Regions from separate parts of the Rattus norvegicus genome. Here regions 1 and 3 are each linked to region 2. A link is a contact called in public Hi-C data. All regions are on one chromosome and are shown on one strand. The core of a region is the stretch at or near the end of the contact, and the rest is flanking DNA. Distances in the headings are between cores, read along the strand shown. Region 1 holds the start of Afg2b (AFG2 AAA ATPase homolog B). Region 2 has its middle 34 kb from the start of Gatm. Region 3 holds the start of Gatm (glycine amidinotransferase).

Region 1 (4,334 bases), core at 1,814-4,313, 53 kb before region 2:
GTATGAAGTTGAAATGTCCCAAAATCCTCAGGTGCTAAAATTATTACTTGCTGAAGAGGTCTAGAGACCCAGGGTATCATATACAAAATGATCTGATTTTCAAAATAATAGTACTGCAAAATATTATATTTAATATTTTTAAAGTAATTACTAATTTAGATAAAGATCAATGACAATATTTAATAAAATTCCAAGTACTCAATTTTCTTCAGATTAGAAAACTTGATTTCTCCCTTAGATATTTATCTATAATAAAAAACCCAGTATGACAATGAAGAAGTCTTACAGGTACTGGCTTATTCTAAAAATCAAAGTTAACTCTGGTGATGTTCATCATCACGAGTGACTAAAGTTCTAGCTGTTATCATGGCTGTGGGATATTCTCAAGTCTCAGAAACTCATACATATGTGTAAACTCATACACACATGTAAACTCATACACACATGTAAACTCACGCACACCAAGAAAGAATGTCCAAGTAAACACGGTAGAATATTACAAGTGGATAATCCGGGAGAAAGATATGCAAAAGATTTTAGCATTATTTTTGCACCTTCCTGTGTAAATCTAAGTGGCCGCTTAAAAGCTTTAAATTCACATCTGTCTAATTATTCTGAGGGACACTGTGTTTCCTGGCTGCTCCAGGCTCTAAAGTTACTGTGGCAGTGAGGAAAAGTCGCCATGAAGACTTTCCTGGAAGGCTCAGCCATTTATCCTCATCTTTAGTCATCTTTAGTCATTTATGTATGTGGAGTTGAGATGTTAAATATATTTGAGATTATATTTGTATTCTTACACACACACACACACACACACATAGAGAGAGAGAGAGAGAGAGAGAGAGAGAGAGAGAGAGAGAGAGAGAGAGCGAGCTGTGGAACCTACCAGCCATACCAAGGAATGAATGTACTTACCACCTTTTTTAACCCCACATTAATCTGTCATAGAAATCTGAAAGATTATCATAGCTGGTAACAGGTGAACACTTCCTACCTTTTCATTCTTGAGAAGAGCACACGTGGCAGCCTCCCTACAGAGTGCTGTCAGGTCAGCACCGACATAGCCAACTGTCATTTCTGCCAGCAGGCCTAAATCGATATGACTGGAGATGGGCATCTTTGAAGTAATCACTCCCAGAATTGCCTCTCTCTGTTTAAGTGTGGGAGTTCCAATGATCACCTACAGGCAAAGCAAAAAACCAGAGAACTTAGAAGTAAACAACTTAAAATCTTTAAAAGCATCCTCACCAATATGTACAGACACTCAGCAAACCTTTCTGGAACTTATACCGTGAACTTCTAAGCGCACCTTATTATAAATATAAGAAAATTGTCCAGTGGAACAACAGTAGCTGCGGATTTCCACAATGAAAACTCTATACTTCACTGAAGAAGTCTTTGTTGTTTTTTGAGAACACACTAAGTTCTGGCAGTCAGGGCTCAAATAACAGAGTAGATAATCTAGGTCCTTGTTCTGTGGAATCGGGGCCCTTTAATAGATGGTGCAAGGAAGAAATTCACTCAAGTCCTAAAAAGACTTAAGAGAATCCTACCACAACATTTAAATTTTATTTAATTACTAACAATTCCTTAGAAATTAGAAAGAAAAATCACTTGACCAAAGGCTCCTGAGAAAGAGCCCTGACAACTTAGGGAAGTCAACTGTAGGAGAGAAGCTGGTATCCTGACAGGAACGAATACATTTTGGGGCTAATGCCGTTTTTTTATTTACCTTCTCTTACTGTGACCATGTTCTCATCCCAAAGGCTGTTTCGGTTTAATATGCTTGCAACAGGCTTAGTTACTTCAACAAAAATGACCATCCTGCTTCCCAGAACAATTTGAACACTGGTTCTGGCTCGCATATCACAAGTGATCTATAAATCCTGCCTGACCCAAATGTCCAAAAAAGCGGAGCTTCCAAGAATTTTACCTCTCTGTCAAACCTCCCCGGCCTGCGAAGCGCTGGGTCTAACTCGTCTGGCCGGTTGGTGGCTCCCACGACCACAACCTCCCGGTCCCCGTGGATACCGTCCAGCAGCGTCAACACCTGGGCCACCACGCGGCTCTCGGGAGCTCGCTGGGGGCCGCCTCTCCGGGGACACAGGGCGTCCACCTCGTCCAGGAAGAGGAGGCTGGGCCCGCGGCTGGCCAGCTCCTGGGCGCGCTGGAAGACGCGCCGCACATTCTCCTCGGTCTCTCCGGGCCGAGTGCCCTGCAGCGCCGGGGCGCTCACCGCCAGCAGCTCGGCGCCCGCCTCTCGCGCCACGGCCCGCACTAACTGGGTCTTGCCCACTCCCGGGGGTCCCGCCAGGAGCACCCCGCGGGGCACCGCCAGCCCCAGTGCGGCTAAGGCGAGCGGATAACACAGCGGCAGGCGGAGCAGCTCCCTTAGGGAGTCGGCCGTCTCCGACAGGCCCCCAAGGGTCACCTCCCCCGGAGGCTCGACCTGTGGCGGAGGTTTGTCGCTGAGCGTGATGCGGGTGTGCGGTGTGACCCGCCCGGCGGGCTCTGGGTCCGGTGTCCCGCTCACCACGTGCAGAGCTGCTACAGGGCCCGGGATACCGGGAGGGGTGGCCACCACGTGTCCTCGCGACACCGGCCGGTTGCGCAGCAGCTCCTGCGATACCTCCAGCACCGCGTCGGAACTCGGGGCTCCCGCCTGCGGCCGCAGCACGGGCCACACCTCTAGGCGCCGCAGGGGCGGACAGGACACCGGTTGCAAGCGGTCCATACTGATCCTCCCCGCAGCTGCCGCGGCTCCGGGGCTAGCGCACTGCAAGTCTAACTGCACAAAGCCGTCCGCCCCGTCGCGCCGTGGCCAAGCTGTGCAGAGGCAGCAGCCCCCGGCGGGCAACGAGATCCTCATCGGCGAGCCCAGGCGCACGCCCAGGCTGCGGAAGGCGGCCGGTCCTAGGCGGCAGCGCTGGGTGCCCCGGTCCCGGGGATCCACAGGCAGCAGCTTCAAAAATTGTCCGTCGGGGAAGGGCCCGGAGTCCGGAGCCATGACTAGGAGAACCACACCAGGGAGAGCCCGGCAGCAATTCACCCGGCTGCCGGATGCAGGCGGCGCGCATGCGCCATGGAGGAACCAGCCATTGATTGACGGTCGAAAGGACTTCTGGGAAAGTGAGAAAAGCCTGGGTCTCGGTAAACTTAAGATGCCTGGTTGTTGGTCCCAGAGCCTCAAGGAAAGGTCTCTGCTGGCAACAGACAAAACATCCTATGGCTGCTCCATTAGGCCATAAGAGTTTTCATTTGGGGAAGTAAAACGACTTAAGGAAACAAAACCATGCTGCTAACAAGGTGTAACCTGTTTACAGGTATAATAAACAACGTGTAAATAAAATACCTGCCACGTTAATCATGATGCTCGCATCTTATGAAATATCTTTTATTCTTGTTCCAAAAAGCTTTGAGCATCTGCACATGGGAAAAAAGACATAATAAGGCATGATAACCATCTTCAATACGTAAAGGGACATATGTAAAAGTTAGCGTACTTGTGGATAGCTGTGGTATAGAACGGAAACGGAAGTTTAATGGGGTGATCTTCAGAGGTTTTTCTCTTATGCATGGTCGCATGAAAGGTACAGCCAATGGTCATAACCAGCGCCAACTGAGGCAATTAGAGCTAACTTATGCTTACAGGTTTCTGCACTGGTTTAAAACAGAGGTAGAGAGGTTAAGCTAGTAGGGATATGGTGTGGAGGAGAGTACATGTTGTTTTGTGTTGCATGGAGAGATTGATCCCTTTCAGGACCAGACTAAAATTCTCTGACCTTAGCCAAGAAATAACGACTTCCCCACTACAACAACCATTCCCCTCCTTGTGTCACAAATATCAAGAAGGGATTCTGTTCGTGGGCCCTCAACTCTCTTTCACTCATTCTCAGTAGAACTATAGATTATCTTTCCCAGGCAGCCTTAACCCATCATGCTCCTCTAAGTCAAACCATTTTCAACGCATTGCCTCAGTCATCCGTATATTTGAATTCATCATACCGACAATGACATAGTCTTGTAAGCAACCATTCTAAGCTGGCTGTTATGGGTCATACCTGTATCCCAACGTTTGGAAGCCTACGTAAAGATTATCACAATTTCCAGCTCAACCTGTGCTACATAGTAAGGTCTAGGCAAGCCTAAACAAGACTCAAAAACAAACACAAAAGTCTCAAAAAAAAAGCCGGAAGAATACCTTGAAAAGAAAAACAGCATAATAACAGTTCGGTGGTCCTTTTGTTGGTTTATAGGACTCCAAATTGGACAATTTTATGAGCACCATTTAAAGCACTAAATGCATTCACCACTAGAGGGAGGCCAGAACCAGC
Region 2 (4,401 bases), core at 366-2,865:
GTGCTTAGGGAAAATTCTGGAAATTATGCTTAGCTCCTTCCGTAGTGCTATGGGGTTTTTAAAAGCATAGCAATCTTTGACCCAGTTAATCTGTCTTTGAGAATTGCATCTGACAGTAGCTTAATTAGTACCTAAGTGAATGCAAACTTTGCAAACCTAGGCTAAAAACCTCTGGTGGGATAGCAAAAGTCCAAACCAGTTTTTCTACTACACTTCCTCCGAGCACCTACCTATCTATCCGTCCTCCCGTGGCTCCCTTCTCATGGTCAGTCCCTGTAACTCCTAAAACTGCCAGTCAGGAGCCGACTTGAGAGCCTAAGAACCATCCCTTGGTTCTATCTTCAGGAACAAATCTTCAGGAACAAAAAGTGTTCTTCAACTTGTCAGATGTATAGGGAATGACTTAATTCCTTTCTTCCCTCCTTTCTTTCTTTAGTTTTGTTAAACCATGAAAGAACACTGTGGGGCTGGGGCTTGAACTCACAGCTTTGTGGATACCAGGCAAGTGCTCTACCACTGAACTACATTCTCAGCAAATCTATGTCCTAGAATCTCATGGATCCTCTGTAATCACTTGCACAGTTTAAAGAACGAGTGTCGAGAAACCATGTAGATTTTACCAGCACTTCAGCACCTATCTATGCTAAAACGGTTTCCGACTCAGTAATGAGTGACAGACAGACAGTCTTAGGAACAAGGACCCAAGGAAGCCAGTTTTCACAGCACAGGAAGCGTTGCCTGTGGGTGTAGCTGCGTCTTCCTGTCCCGGGTTGGCTACATCCGTGGGGAGGGCCTGCTCTTTCTTTCTTCAACACAGATTAATGAGGGTGCAGCTCTGTCTCTTTGGACAGTGCAAATGATACAGCAACACGCCGATATCCGTTTCCTGTCTCATCTCCTACTTCGGAGAGAGATGTTTCTTTTTACTTGTGCACGGCTGCTGATAGGTCACAAAAGTCGGAGATGTTTAATCTGCGGCTCTCGGCTGCTATAGGGACAGAGTGGAAACTGCACAGCCACCGCTTCCACAGGCTCCGGGCCCCACTGTCATTGGCACTAAAAATTAATCTGGTGGCACATTTCCTGAAAACCTAGGGATCTAACATTCTTTAAAAAAAATGTCTAGTAAAAAAAAAGTAGAATTCTGACATTTTTTCCATAGTTTCTGACCAGAAAGATTGTCCTAAGAAAATGAGAAAGGTTCATTTATCATAAAGATGAACACGGTAACATGCTGGGGGGGGGGGGGCTATGACAAGAAAGAGCGTTTTTGTTATAAGGTGAGATATGAGCGTAAAGTGGGATGAGGTGGCTGCCAGACGCTGTTCCTGTTCCCTGATTTGGAGTTGAATTTAAACTTCTGCTTCTGAGTAAAACTATTTTGATAAGCTAAGCGTTCACAGTACTGCCATTCATTTAAAGGCAGCAGTCAACGATGGGACGACAGGCTGCCAAGGTCAGTGTGTCGTTGGCAGCAGAAAATGCAACTCAGCAGTGCCCACTGCCAGCCCTGCAGCCTGAAGAGTCTCTTGGAGCCTCCCGGGGCCTCTGCTCAGGCCCTTGACATCCACCACAGGAAAAGAGTCTGGATGAGTCAGCGGAGAGAAGTTAGCGAGCTTGCCCACTAAGCAGAAAGATCTGTCTCACTTAAAGAGAACCAAGCACAGGGGTTAGGAGAGGAGGAGCCAACCTAATTGCCTGGGCAGTAACTCCATAAGTGATATGGGGGGCGCTTAAGTTAATTAATCTGCAACTAAGTTTCCATATTGGGGAAATCATGTCCTGCCATCCCACTTTTCCACATCCTTGGAACTGTATCCATGAAGAAGAGGCTTTAAAAAGTCACATTGTATCAATTTCAGCTAGAGAAGGGCAAGCTGTAGAGACAAAAAATTTGCTCAAAGCCTCTAGTGACTTATTCATAAGTCACTAAGGGATTTATTTCAGGCATAGATCACTAACCTCTTTTAATAATCTCTTTTGTGACATATTACCTAAGAAAGGGGGTACAGTTCTTTTACAAGTGACCTGATTAATTTTGCTGACATTTTGGACAGGAGAGAGTAAACAAAACTGGAAGGGCAGGCTGGAGGAGATGGCCCAGCAGGTAAAATCTCTGGCTGCTCTTCCAGAGGTCCTGAGTTCAATTCCCACCAACCACATAACGACTCATAGCCATCTTAAAAAATGGGATCTGATGTCCATTTCTGTCATGCAGGCACACGTGCAAATAGAGCATTCATATGCATAAATAAATAATCTTAAAAGAAAACTGGAAGGATACTTCTTCTTTGATCCCTCTATTCCCTGTCACTGACTGTCTCAAATGTCACAGTTGGGTTTATTGTGCTTAAAGTCCAGGTCGGTGCAACTGCTGTGCTACTCTCGATTATATCTGGGGTGACTTCTGAAAATAAATTATGATTGCATTCAGTAAATATGAGAGAAGAAAATTAAAAGACTTGTTTTATTTAAAAATCGTGTAAGGATGTGACTTTGCTAGGTTTCTTGAAGCTCTCTGCATATCCCTGTATCTAAGTTCGGGCAGATTGCTCCTAACATGATGCTTGAAGCACGGGTGAACTCTGACTTCAGGTGGTGCGGAATTTTGGCCTGAATAACAGCCATGCATGTTCATTCCCATCCTCCTGGCAGACCATACATTAGCCAGTAAAATGAAGGAAGTGCTGTTTGTATCAGATAATAACTGCTGTAAAAGAATCCACATCTTTTGCTGCACCCCCCCCAGAACCCACATTTGGACCTCAGGGAAACCTCAGGAGACTGAACAATGAGAAGGGTACAGATAAGGGAAACTGGTCACTTTTGTTTCAGCTGGACTCTAAATACTCTAATCCAAATGGAACACTCTGGAATGTTACAATGAATAAAAATATATCAAGTGATTTGGAGCAATCCCAACCCACTGAAATTCTCTCAACTAGAACCTTTGCCCCCCCCCCCCAAGCTAATATTCTCCATCTGCAATGAAGTTTTTAGAGCCTTAACTTATCTGAAGTGTGTGAACAGACAGGCAGCCCTGACACATCCCAGGATTAGCACTGAAGGGAGCTGGGGGAATGGGGTGGATGTTTGTAACTCAGCACTTAGGAGGCAGAAACAGGAGGATTGCTGGAGATCCAATCCAGCCTGACCCAAAACAAAACCCCATCTCGCTAGAAGGCAGCCAGGCATAGAAAGTTCTCATCAAGAAAAGTTTCTGCATAAAATCTAGTTGTCCATCTTTTCCTGAGAATCTGACTCACCCAACCTGGGTCTAGGAAAATGTGGTGGTTTGATTCCAACTCCTCCATTAGGATGGAGATAGATCAAACAGGTCTTTCTGTGTATACTGTACTCACCAGTTTTATACCAACTTAATATCAGTTAAAGTCATTTTGGAAGAGGGGACCTCAGTTAAGAAAATACCCCACTGGACTGGTCTGTAGGCAGGCCTGTTCGGCGCTTTCATGATTGATGATCGACATGGAAGGACCCAGCTCATTGTGGACAGTACCACTCTTGAGCTGGTGGTCCTGGGTTCTATAAGAAAGCAGGCTGAGCAAGCCATGAGGAGCAAGCCAGTAAGCAGCCCCCTCCATGGCCTCTGCGCCAGCTTGGGCCTCCAGATACCAGCCCTGCTTGAGTTCCTGCCCTAGCATTCTTCAGTAATGGTCTTATATAGGCTGTGGGGTTCCTTCCTCAAGCTGTTTTTGATCATGGTGTTTCATCACAGACATAGATGTTAGCCCCTTTCCCCAAGAGTGAGAGTGAATAAGGTAGTTGATGACTGTCTTCTGAGATAACATTTAGCAAATGCTGGCCATTCCCCTGGCTTGGGTATTGGCTTATTTCTTTCCAGACATCCCAGGGACTTCCTCTGGCACCATTTTACATCGCTTGACGGTTGTTAAGAAAATATTACTGAGGTGCCTGTCACTCAGCAGCAAGGCACAGAGTCCCTGCCCAGTGGGGAGCTGCAGCACCTAGAGCAGGTGGAACACAGTCTGCTCTGTGGCTTTAGGAAGGAGGATGTGTACATACCCGCAGCCTGCAAATACATCACAGCCTGAAAGATGAATTTCCAGTGCTCACAACCAAACCAGTACTCTAGAAGGGAGTTTTGGAGGAGTTGCTGTGCTTTTCCAGGGATCCACAAATGCTAAAGAACTGGCCTCCAAAGAGTGGAAACTTGGCATGCCCATCGCTTTAGGGCAGCCTCGGATTTTCCACACAACAAGAGGAGGACCTGGGTCCAGCATTTATGATTTCCAGTAAAGGCATTTTGGAAGAGACTATAAAGATTTGAATTCAGATTACCCTAGTTACCGAGTAATGTTACAGACCAACTGTTAAGCGATTGATGCCATTACAATCAATCCTGGGGACAACGGATCATCA
Region 3 (4,675 bases), core at 1,017-3,516, 33 kb before region 2:
ACATAAAATATCCAATAAAAAAGACATACAGTTGCCAGTCCAATGGTTGGCTGTGAGCATCTGCCTCTGTATTGTCAGACTTTGGCAGAGCCTCTCAGGAGACAGCTCTAACAGGCTACCCCATAGGAAGAACAACAATATCAACCAACCAGACCTCCCGGAGCTCCCAGGGACTAAACCACCAACCAAAGAGTACACATGGAGGGACCCATGTACTGTTAATTACTGTTTACATTTATATGGAAAAAGAAGAAAAGAAAGGCAGTTTTCCCGGTGTCTTCCATTCTCTCTGGCTTACACTCCTTTCGCCTCCTCTTCTGTAGAGCCTTGAAGACAGGGATTTGATGGATTTCTTTTCCCATCTAGGGTCTCAGTGCCCCGTGCCCCCGCACCTCCCGGTCCATTCCATCTAGGACCAAGTTTTCTGAGGTTTCTCATTTTCTGCATAATGGCTGGCTCTGGGTGTCTGTATTTGTTCCCTTCTACTGCCGCGGAAGCGTCTCTGGTGGTGGCTGAGCAGGGCAGAGTACAGCAGGATGCCATTAGGAGTCAGATAATAGTGTTGTACCTTTCCTATGCATTCTAGCTGTAAAAAGATACCTTAGTTACCTTATTTGAACTCCAGCGTTACATCCCCCCCCCCGATTTTATTTTCTAAATCCTCAAAAATAGTAAAGTGCAGGGAGGATGGTTTGATTTGCTTTTGTAGCTGTAGGACTGTTGTGCGGGGCTAGCTCTCTCCTACTCTGTTTCCCTCCTGGATTCCAAGAGATAAAGGTGTCTGTCCATTTGACTCTAAGGGTTTCCCATGATCTAAAACTAAATGGCACCCTAACCTCATTCTAGTCAGAGGCTCTTTAGTCAGACACTTCTACACTTTCAAAATAAAAATGTCTTTAATAAAGGATAGGCGGTGTTTTCAGATCTCTGACAGAATGGAAACCAAGCTGAGTGAAAGTCTTCTTGTGTGAATTTGCCCGCAGTTGTTTGAAACAGAGTATCAGATAGAACAAGCCGCCTGGGAATTGGTACGTAGACTGAGCCCCTGTGCCGGGTCTATAGGGCTTGTGGTGCGGTTTGGTTTGATTGGTTTGGTTGTTTGGCTGTTTTAAAATGCATGCTGGGTGAGCACCCCCCTAATAAACTATAACCTTAACCTTGACCATCTTTTTAAATTGCTTTACTGACAAGGGTACATGGCTGGTCACCCTAAGTATACCCAGAGACATAGCCCCCAGAGTTGATTGTGTCCTTCTATTGGGTAAAAGTGCTTTTTTAAGTTTTGAGAAATTCTTGCGATTCCCCAAAGCCCTCACTAGCAGAAGGACCTTCATTAGAAAGGTCAAGGGTTGTGAGTTCAAGCCGCACAACATTTTAGGAGCAGAGCTAAGATAGGAACCTAGACTCACTGGCTCCCTTCACCATACAACTCTTAGAGCCGCCTAGACTTTCCCGGCACTGTTTATTTTGGTTTCTGGCTAGCTCATGAACCAGGGACAATCAATGCTACCGTTCTCAGTTTCTAGAAAACACAACACAGAGAGGCCTACTGCGCTCATCGTACATGCCTATAATCACAGGATACAGGACAATGGAGGGACGGAAGCCAGATTGGACTACACAGACAGGCAAGAAGTACTCAAATCTGCCCCTTCTGTTAGGAAGTGACATGTTATTCTCGAGTTTTAGTTCTACTAATCCAGTTAAGGGAACTACTTTGCAATCGAGCACCCAAGTCATGTCGAAAGGAGCCTTTGAAGATGTGCTTCGAAAGGAGAAGCTAATTGCAACCCTCCCTTATTACTTCCGATTTATTATTATCTGTCTGTTTTCATAATTGAGTTTCTCAAAGCAGGGGCACCTAGCCAAAGACCATTTGAAAAGGTCAGTGTTCTACACAGGATCAGGTCTCAAAAGTTGGAAACTAACACGGGTCGTTTCACTCAGCGTTTACTTGGAGTTCTGGGTCAGTGCACACATCTAAACTTAAACTAAATCCTTAGGGTTTGCCCATTCAGGTCGCAAAATGGACTTCCAACAAGATAGACAAACGAATCGTCTCGGCTAGGCAGGCATTGGACAGCCAGCCTTCTTGTGGGTCTTCGAGGCTGCTGACCCGAGCCTGTCCGGGAGGCACGAACTAAAAAAGGGCAATCCCCGGGACGTGACCCGCGGACGCCACGGCCACCTGTTCCTGGCAGCCAATGGGCCGGGCTCTGGGCGCGGCTACAAAAGCAGCGCGCGCGGCCGCAGGCTGGGAGCTGGCGCGAGCTTGGCGACTAGGACCTTGTGCACACAGAGCAGCAGCAGAAACCGGGGCGATGCTACGGGTGCGGTGTCTGCGCGGCGGCAGCCGAGGCGCCGAGGCGGTGCACTACATCGGCTCTCGGGTGAGTGCCTACGCGGCCTCGGGACCTCTGCGGAGTGCAGGGTGGGGCCCAGAGGGAGGCTGGACACCCCAGCAGGACAGTGGCATGGTCTGGGTTCCGTGGCCAGTGAGGTCGTTTTCTGGGAAGATGCATGTGAAGGGATGAAAGGTGCCTCCAGGCCGGCTCCAACTGAAACATGGATCCCCGGGCTTTACAGGGGGAGTTGGAATGAGTCCATCCTGTGCCCCACCCCGCTGCTCCGCTAGGCCCTCTGCTTCCTTGGGATATCCGAGCCCATGCCTGCAGACCCTCCCTTGCTCCTTGACAGGAATAGCTCTGGCAGATGAGTTCTGCCAGCAGCTGGTTCTTGAACAGCTGTCACTCGCGCTCTTGTTTTGGGTCTCCACCCTTGGGTCCCTACAGCCCCCTCTAGGGGGATTTTTAACAGCCTGATAGAGATTTGGGGGCGGGGTGAGGTTTGCACAATGGGGTGGGTGAGGGAATCTTCTCTCTCTAGGTTATACAGGCCTGCATTAAAAGAGAGACAGACGGGGACGGGGGGGGGGGGCTTCGGGGAGGGGAGAGGTTTTTAACATGTTTAGATTGATTTTTAATGTTTAAATTCTGTGCCTGTCTGGGTTAATCCTTATGGTACAGATGACAGTCATTCTCTGATATAAAATTAAAAAAAAAAGTGAAGTATATGTCAGAGGTTATGTCAGAGGTTAAAAAGCGTTGGAATTGCTTGTTCTGGAAGATAAGGTCTTTACAGAGTCCATGTTATTATTTACAGTAAAAAAGAGCTCAGTTTTGGTAACTTTCCTGACCAAGAAAGAAAGACTTCTCCTTCAGTTGGACATTGCCGGGACTTACTGGGCACTTCCTCAGGGAAGAGGATGGCCTATCTTCTAAGAAAGTTTCTGAAAGTCAGTTTGCAGAAACTTTGAAATAGAGATGGGGAAAGTAGTGTCTGGGAACCAGATCTTTCTGGGAGTTTTAAAAAAGTTACAGCATGTGACACAAACAAAAACAGTCTATAATCAACAAAAAGTTATGTGTTTTTTTAATCACCCCAACCCCCTCTGATAGTCAATATCTTGGGGTCTCCTAAAGTAGGTATCTGTGTTATTCTGATTTTAACCACACACCTTGTTTGTTTGTTTGTTTGTTTGTTTGTTTGTTTGTAAGCTTGGAGGATCCTTAACAGGATGGGTGCAGCGAACTTTCCAGAGCACCCAGGCAGCTACAGCTTCCTCCCAAAATTCCTGTGCAGCTGAAGACAAGGCCACCCACCCCCTGCCCAAGGACTGCCCTGTCTCCTCTTACAACGAATGGGACCCTTTAGAGGAAGTGATAGTGGGCAGAGCTGAAAATGCCTGTGTCCCACCATTCACAGTGGAGGTGAAGGTAAGCCCAGAGTAGCATGGGTCTAGAAGCAGGTCCTCAGCGTCTGCAGCCTGAACTCTGCTAACCGCTCTCCTCTGAAACCGCTTCCACTCCACTGGGGCAGGGGAGTGATTTTTAAGGTATTTTGCATGATACCTTCAGTATTTGGTATTTACAATTTTCTTCCTTCTTGAAACCTCTCTAGGAGTTCAGAACTTTCCGGGGAAGCTATTCTTTGGTTATTCCTCCATATTATCCTTCACAGCGTCGTAGTCTCTGGTCTTACTTTTGCCCAGTACTCAGAGCCATCCTCACAGCTTCTGGCCCCTCCTCACTCCAGTCCAGACCAGTCCCCCACTTGCCATCTCATCCAGATCTACACTAGGAACTCCCCATCGGATATTGCCACAGGACCTCACACTTGGCACAGCTAGAATTTCAGTTGCTGTTCTCCTCTAAGCCAAAGCCTTCATCTCTTCCTTTTACTATTTGTCAGTCTTGTTTAATCAAACCAAAACTCCAGCGATCTTTGATTTCTCCTCAGTCACATCCTCCGCATCAAGAATCTAATCCTTTCTGTGGAAAGGAAGCTTGCCCCGTGCCTCACCCTCTCCCCCAGGTCTGGAGCTCATCCCCTCCCAGACTGTTCGCTCCCAATGGCCCCTCCCCAGACTGTATCCCAGTTGCTGTTGGGGCAACTTGTTTCAAACACACATTTGATCCTGTGACTTATTGTGCTCTCATGGTTCCTCTGCTTTCCCAACTCTCTCCTTCCATTACTGAAGATAAAGCCCTCCTGGCATTCAGGTTTCTTCACAAGCTGCCTCTTTGCAGCTCCAAGACTCTCAACTTACGTATTGCTTCATCTTAGAGGTGTGTTACTATAACAGATATTCATTTCTATTTACATTTCCTTCTTT

Evidence for each region. Hi-C and Micro-C count contacts between places; a contact is called where the count stands out from the background.
Region 1: a contact with region 2 is called in a Hi-C map of Schwann cells, with 5 times the contacts expected there. The contact joins the promoter of Afg2b here to the enhancer-like site in region 2. A contact is called at or near these places in 12 of 12 Hi-C or Micro-C datasets (the A7r5 cell line, the Rat2 cell line, Schwann cells and 7 more) and 1 of 1 datasets of contacts at active chromatin or transcription factors (oligodendrocytes).
Region 3: a Hi-C map of liver shows a contact between it and region 2, with 5 times the contacts expected there. The contact joins the promoter of Gatm here to the enhancer-like site in region 2. A contact is called at or near these places in 2 of 12 Hi-C or Micro-C datasets (the A7r5 cell line and liver).

The regions. Positions count from the first base shown.
Region 1 is chr3:130,147,071-130,151,404 of GRCr8, reverse strand. Afg2b (AFG2 AAA ATPase homolog B) reads right to left here and starts at 3,063. Exons shown (of 8, transcript NM_001109647.1): 1 at 1,934-3,063; 2 at 995-1,180. The coding sequence starts at 3,007.
Region 2 is chr3:130,092,830-130,097,230 of GRCr8, reverse strand. No RefSeq gene overlaps it. Among named protein-coding and RNA genes, the nearest start is that of Gatm, 34 kb to the left of the region's middle. Within about 2 kb of position 1,615, at least 23 of the 93 cell types and tissues checked have an H3K27ac peak or open chromatin away from gene starts, as enhancers often do. A contact at or near this core is called in Schwann cells, kidney and liver, where this site is marked.
Region 3 is chr3:130,126,684-130,131,358 of GRCr8, reverse strand. It overlaps Gatm (glycine amidinotransferase), which reads left to right and starts at 2,266. Exons shown (of 9, transcript NM_031031.2): 1 at 2,266-2,390; 2 at 3,558-3,776. The coding sequence starts at 2,322.